Linked DNA regions of Hordeum vulgare: region 2 is linked to region 1. Evidence: chromatin contacts called from public Hi-C data. All regions are on one chromosome and are shown on one strand. The core of a region is the stretch at or near the end of the contact, and the rest is flanking DNA. Distances in the headings are between cores, read along the strand shown.

What was found. A called contact is a pair of places that touch in the nucleus more often than the background predicts.
Region 2: a contact with region 1 is called in a Hi-C map of seedling, with 1.7 times the contacts expected there. The contact joins the enhancer-like site here to the promoter of LOC123406241 in region 1. A contact is called at or near these places in 2 of 6 Hi-C or Micro-C datasets (leaf and seedling).

Annotation. Positions count from the first base shown.
Region 1 is chr6H:55,226,730-55,229,932 of MorexV3_pseudomolecules_assembly, forward strand. LOC123406241 (auxin response factor 5-like) reads right to left here and starts at 1,725. Exons shown (of 14, transcript XM_045099728.1): 1 at 1,251-1,725; 2 at 992-1,110. The coding sequence starts at 1,305.
Region 2 is chr6H:55,362,299-55,365,501 of MorexV3_pseudomolecules_assembly, forward strand. No RefSeq gene overlaps it. Among protein-coding and RNA genes, the nearest start is that of LOC123406241, 140 kb to the left of the region's middle. Within about 2 kb of position 1,478, at least 3 of the 3 cell types and tissues checked have open chromatin away from gene starts, as enhancers often do. A contact at or near this core is called in leaf and seedling, where this site is marked.

The DNA of each region.
Region 1 (3,203 bases), core at 475-2,974:
GTAGTGCATTGGCATCCTTCCTAGTACCCATCATTTACATTGCTAAAACTTTCGATTGAAAAAAAAAAGAATTATCGCATGGAATGATTGAGGAAGTACAAGCATTCAAACATGCTGCCCTTTGTATATACCAACTTTCTGCAGCTTCCCTAAAAAATGAAATGAAAAAGTATTTTTGAAGTGCAGAAAGTGCAGCCTCATGAGTGAACTCCTTTTAGATGAACTCTGCATGCATAGGTACACTGCTAAAGTGTTCCCCCCACATATCATCATGGGCAACACAGCCAATGTTCCACAAACATTAAAAAACAAATTTTTTTTGCTCAACTTTTTAAAAGGGGAGCACGGCAGCAGAATTAGGGAGTGATCTTTGCGGAATCTATCAAGAAGACCGTAAGCATACCAGCTGAAAATCTTCCTGAAAGCAGGCTGTTTTTTCAGTGCAGAATCAGTGGAAGGTGCAACAGAAATCAGTACCATAAATGCAAAGAAATACTACATGGATGCATGTTGCATGTACCAAACCTGTTAACAAGAAAACAGTACTCCTATCCTATGCAAGACACCAAAAGCCAACAAAAAGAAATGAAGCAAGTAGGCCCAAAGCTCCCAACCACTCCTCCAATAACCCAAGAATACTACTACTGGCTTGAGATAGCAATTAGTAGTAGCAAGCAAGTATAGCCCAAAATGCAATATATCCATGATAGCATCTTCTTTTTCTGTGTGGGAGAATCAGTATACCATGTTATGAACCCTCTTGAACTTCAAAGGATTCTCCCATCCCATGGCAGATTAAATAAAAAAAAACATTTTTTTATAAAAAAAAAATCAAATGCTTGCTCTGAAAAGATTTATAGAGCAGGGAATCGATTTAGTTGCAAGCACACACGATGTTATCATTCAAGAAGAGAACCATGGGGAGTGTAGACTGTAGAGCGCTGTGGAAATGGCTCCAACATGCGGCGTCCGGCAAGAAAGTCTGGCTCACCTGCTCGCTGTGGCCTTGGGGGAAGTAGACGACGAGGCTGCCCACCGGCGGCAGCGACACCAGCGGGCCCGCGCAGGCGTGCCACAGCTCCCCGTTGATCGCCGGCGCCTTCCGCTCCCCTGCGCCCGCCGCCGCGTCAGCGACCGAGAAAAGGAGAGACGACCCCTTCCTTTTCTACAAGCCGTGCCACCTCCGCCTCGCCGGAGCGCGGGGAGGGGCCGGAGAAATGCGCGAAAAGCAAGAAGGAAGTGACGAGTACCTTCGCTCGGAGCGGAAGCACCGACGACGGCGGAGCTCGCCGGCGACTGCGCCATGGCCGCCTTCCACGCGGGAGCTTGCTAGCTTCGGCGGCTCGCGCGCATGGGTCACGGAGGAGCGCGCGCGGCGCCGAGCTCTTCTTTTTTCGCTCCTTTCCGCCGTCTGGGTCCCGGTCGCCGGCTGGCTGGATGGCCGGCCGGGCTCTTCCACAAAGCTGCCGTGCCCCAGCGAGCGGCGGCGGCGCCCCCGTCCCGACAAGCTAGACTAGAAGCAGCAGCAACACGGAGGCCAAGGACCCCGTCTAGTCCTACTAGTAGAGAGAGAAGGAGCTAGAGAGAGAGAGAGAGGGAGGGGTGAGAGTTGTGAGCTGCTGCAGCTGAGGTCTCTGGGCTTTGCTGTCGCTGGTTGGTGCGTCGTGTGTGCTGCTGCCTGTCGGGAGTTAAAACCGAGACGCTTCTTCTGTCTCTCTCTCTCTCCTCTTTGTTTTTTATACTCCGTTTTACTCTGATGAAGTGAGGCTCGAGGGGGGAATGGGAATCGCAGTGGAGGGAGGGAGCTCCGCTTGCGGCTTTTCGGGAGCCATTTCGTGCTTTTCCTAGTGTTTCAGGAATTATCCCTTCTTTTCAGAAAAGGGGCAATAATACCAACTCCCATCTGTGGGCCTTTTTTTTATTCGACGGATTGCTGAAGGGTTTTTACAAAAAAATCATGCACTCGAACCTATTTTCTTCGTTTCTAAATATAGGTTTTTTATAGATTTTATTGTTGACTACATACATATGTACTCCCTCCGTTCCTAAATATAAGTCTTTTTAAAGGTTTTATTAGGACACTACATACGGAGGTATATAGACATACTTTATAGTATAGATTAACTCATTTTGCTTCGTATATAGTCACTTAGTAAAATATCTTAAAAGATTTATATTTAGAAACAGAGGGAGTATATTGGAACGGAGTAAGTACATTTTCCTGTGTACAGTCAAACGGCCAATATTAATCATGTACTTGTATTGAAAATGATATAACATTGCATTCTTTGTCTCCTCTATTCCCGTGTTTTACAAACGGGGACTAATCTTCGCCGGCGCGCCGGCCCAAACTTTCAGCCGGTCGCGCGCGAGCCGCAGGATCCATCAACCTCGCGTCGTCCGCACCGTTGGATCCGCATGTAACATTTTTTCCCCTATGCAGCAAAATTGCGATGCAATGCAGCAATTTTTTTAACGGTTGCAACAAAAAATAAAATTTGTAGCAAAAAAAAATATCTACGTGATCGTAGCAAAAAAAAAAAAACTGATGGTACGTGATAGCAAAAGTCAAACGTCGGTTGTAACAAATATTTATGTAACGTGTATGCAACTTTTTTAGTGAACGGTTGCAGCAAAACATGATGCCGGTTGTAGCAAAAATTAACACGGTTGTAGCAGAAAGTAAAAAACATCGATTGTAACGAAAAATCCGACGAACTGGAGTTGCAACCAAACGTATATGCAACCTTTTTACTGGGACAAAAAATAGTAAAAAAAAACGCTTGCAGCAAAAATAACGCTGCTTGCAACATATTTAGACGAAAAATGTTACATCCATTGATCAGAGAAGCGCGCGGGTGGGAAAAATGTTGCAAGGGCCCGCACGCGAGGGGCTACCGGCGCGTCGCGGGTGGGAAACGATTCCCTTTACAAATCAAGCGAACCAAATAAGCCATACAAAACAGAATATCTGCACGACCAGCATTTTGAGAGACTTTAAGGGCTCTTTTGATTCAAAGGGATTTTATAGAATTTTTAAAGGGCTACAATCCATAGAAAGTTTGTCGTTTGATTCCCAGGTTTCAATCCTATAGGGTTTTTTCCCCTATGGAATCCAGTGTATAGTGTACCACGTTTCAATGAAAATCTAGCATACCTTCTCTTTTGAATTTCATTGGAATCCAGTGGCATCAAACACTTTA
Region 2 (3,203 bases), core at 228-2,727, 140 kb after region 1:
CCACCATGTGAAGGAGCAGGACCGTCTGCTCCGCATGTTGTCCAGCATGCGATGGAGCTCCGACGAGGATGACCGCGACGCCTCCACCTCCGGCTCCGATGATGACGGTGATGACGCTGCACCGCACGCCGATGCCTATACGGAGGAGGGGCACACCCGCTTGGACGACTGAAAGGGGAAGGGGCGGCGAGGAAATGATGATTTCCTCTGTTCTTTTCCATTTCGATTATATTTTAAGTATGTTTAGGTAGTTTGTAGTTTGGATTTACCGACGAACTGCCCTTTTTGTTCAGCGAAGTAATCCGATCCGATTAACTGTGTTTAATCTACTATCTTTATGTAAAGTTGCATGAATTTTATGAATATGAAGGTTCAGATATAAACAATGCGGATGTAAAATGCTATAAATAAGACGCGTCCGATCAGTGTCCGTGGACGCGGCCGGACGCGTCCATAGGCATACGAGGGCCCATGTTAGCAAGTTTGGTCTGTAGGTGCTTTAACTCGTCTACAAAATCCCCTCTAGTTTGCATGAAAACAAATGTTAGACCTATATGTGAATGAATGAGGGGGTGTTTCTTTAGAGGGACTTTTTGCTCTAGGGACTAAAAAAAGTCCCTTTTAGTCCCATGTGAAAGAAACAGGAGGGACTTTTAGGGACTAAAATGAGGTATTTGGGACTAAAGGAAGAAGTCCCTATGGGAGAGACTTTTTGGGACTTTTTTGACATCTTTTCCAGCAGTGCCCCTACTTTTAACATGTTATTTAATAACTTCTAATACATTACTAGGGGTAACATGGTTTTTTCATATGTCATTTAATGACCTCTAATCCCTGTTTAGTCCCTGAAAAAAAAGATAGGGACTAGTGACTTTTTAATTGAAACTAAAAAAGTCTGAAGACTTTTTAAAGAAATGGGGTCTGAGATACCGTGTTGGGTGACAAAACATGGTAGGTTTGAGATGCTCTTAATTGACCCAATAAATTTAATAACCTCAAGACAGTCAGAATACTAGAAAACGATGGGGAGGGGACATGGGCGGCAGACATGGTTGCCGGGTGTGCAGGGGACAGTTGCCCTCCCATTTCGGCTTTTCACCGCCACCTCTTTTCACCACCTCTCCTCTCGTCTCGTCCGCCGTACTGCGGGGCAGCGGTGCGACCTGCGTGGCTGCGTCATCACGCGTGGAGTTCGGATTCCGAGGCGCGCGCACGCAGCCATGAGCTCTTCCATGGCATTGGCATGTCCTGGCCGCTGTGTCTGGCTTCGGGAGCCGCGCTGGTTGAACCAGGCAGGGCACGGGAGAAGAGAACAAACCTGCTGCTGCGTGGGCGAGCGTATACCGCCGGTGCCCGGTGGGATTTCCAGCACGTGAGCGTAGGCTGCGAGGAGAAAGACATGAGTAGAAATATCTTCCTTCTGTGTCGTGGTCCACGGTGTGGACCTCTTTCGTGGGAGAAGAGAAAACCATAGATCTTGACATCTGCACGACACAAACAGAGGCACACCTCGACCACGACCTACTGCAACCACCAGCCCCTCCCTACCGTTTCTTGTTGCCGTTTGAGAAGGACGCCCGGAAATCCGACACAGAACAACATGTTAACTTTTTTCTAGGGTAAAAGGAATTTTATTTCATAAAGATAGGGCTACAATCGCAAGACAACTGCTCCTTACAACACGGAGGACATGAGTTGAGCCATGTACTGTAGTACACGCTTCAGTACAACTATAGTTTATCAATTGATGTGCTATCCTATTCCGCATCTCTCCTAATTTTTAAAGAAACAAACTCCCTAACTAACAAATGATCCTTAATCTCATAAGCTAAATGAACATAGGCTGATCGAGACAGTGTATCGTCCGAGAGTATGGCCAAAGGGTTTGAAGAATCTGATTGTATAATCAGAGGCCTATTCGAGTATTGAATAGCGTAAGCTATACCTTGCATAAGAGCATGGATTTCGGCTTTCAGGATATCATTACAATGAAAGATATATGTGTATGTCGTAAATATCAACGAATCGTTTTTCATAGACAGTATCATGTCATTGACTTTTTTTAGAAACCAGAAGGACCTCTGCTTTTGCATTAAGAAGAAGAGAATTGACCAGTTTATAAGGAAAATTGGCCGAAAACCGGTACATCGAAACACACGAGCCAACGACTGCCGCCCACGCGACCAGATTCGACACTCCACAACACAAAAGGTGCTCTCTGGAGCCGCCGCTCTGACTTGCCCGCCGAACCTGAAGTCGCGCTCCACCTGAGCTGATGACGTCGTCGCCCACACGGCCAGAATCAACACCACACGTCACTGTTCTCCGGAGCCGCCACTCCGGCTTGCCTGCCGACCCCGAGGCCCCGCTCCAACTAAGCTAACGACGTTGCCGCCCACACGGTCAGAATCAACACTCCACATCACTATTCTCCGAAGCCGCCGCTCCGACTTCCTCACCAGCACCGAGGCCGCGAACACTCCTGGCCGACGATGAACCCGCAAAGCCACCCGAGCCACCGTGAACTGATGAAGGACCAGACCTCCAAGGCGTCGCCCCCAAGAAGAAAGCGACGATACCGCCGCCGACGCCCGCTCCGAGCAGGGTCGAAACTAGGGTTTTCACCTGGAGAGCCCGAGACCGAGGTGACAAAGGTGGTGAAGGGGCTCCCACGACGACGTCTCCGAGGAGGGAACGACGTCCTAGAACGCCGTCGACGCCGGCAACGACCAAGGTCTTGCAAGGCTTTCACGCGGAGCTCACCGAATCCGTCGTCGCAGCAGCCTGCCGAGTAAACCGTCTCCGACCACATGCCGACCGTCCTCCCCCAAGCCGCCACCTCAAACACACAAGGCAGCTCACCGCCGCCAAAACCTACCCGCTGCACCCACCACTACAGCCCGCCTCGCACCACAACGGCGCCGCCGGACTGCCAGAGCAACACCCACACACCAGCCTCCACATGCCACCACCCCACGTCCCGCGAGGCCCAGGACAACAGCGCTCCTCGCGGCCGTACGCCGAGCCCACGAGTGCGCCGCCGCCGTGTCTCCATCCACAAACCGCGGCACACCACCTCGATCACGGAAATGCATGAGCTAGCCGGAGCCGCAGCAACCGGGCCAGCCACCCCCATCGTCACGGCGCCACCGCGCTGTCATCCAAAGTTGTGCCTCGCCGCCGCCGCCACAGCTTCCCCGGCA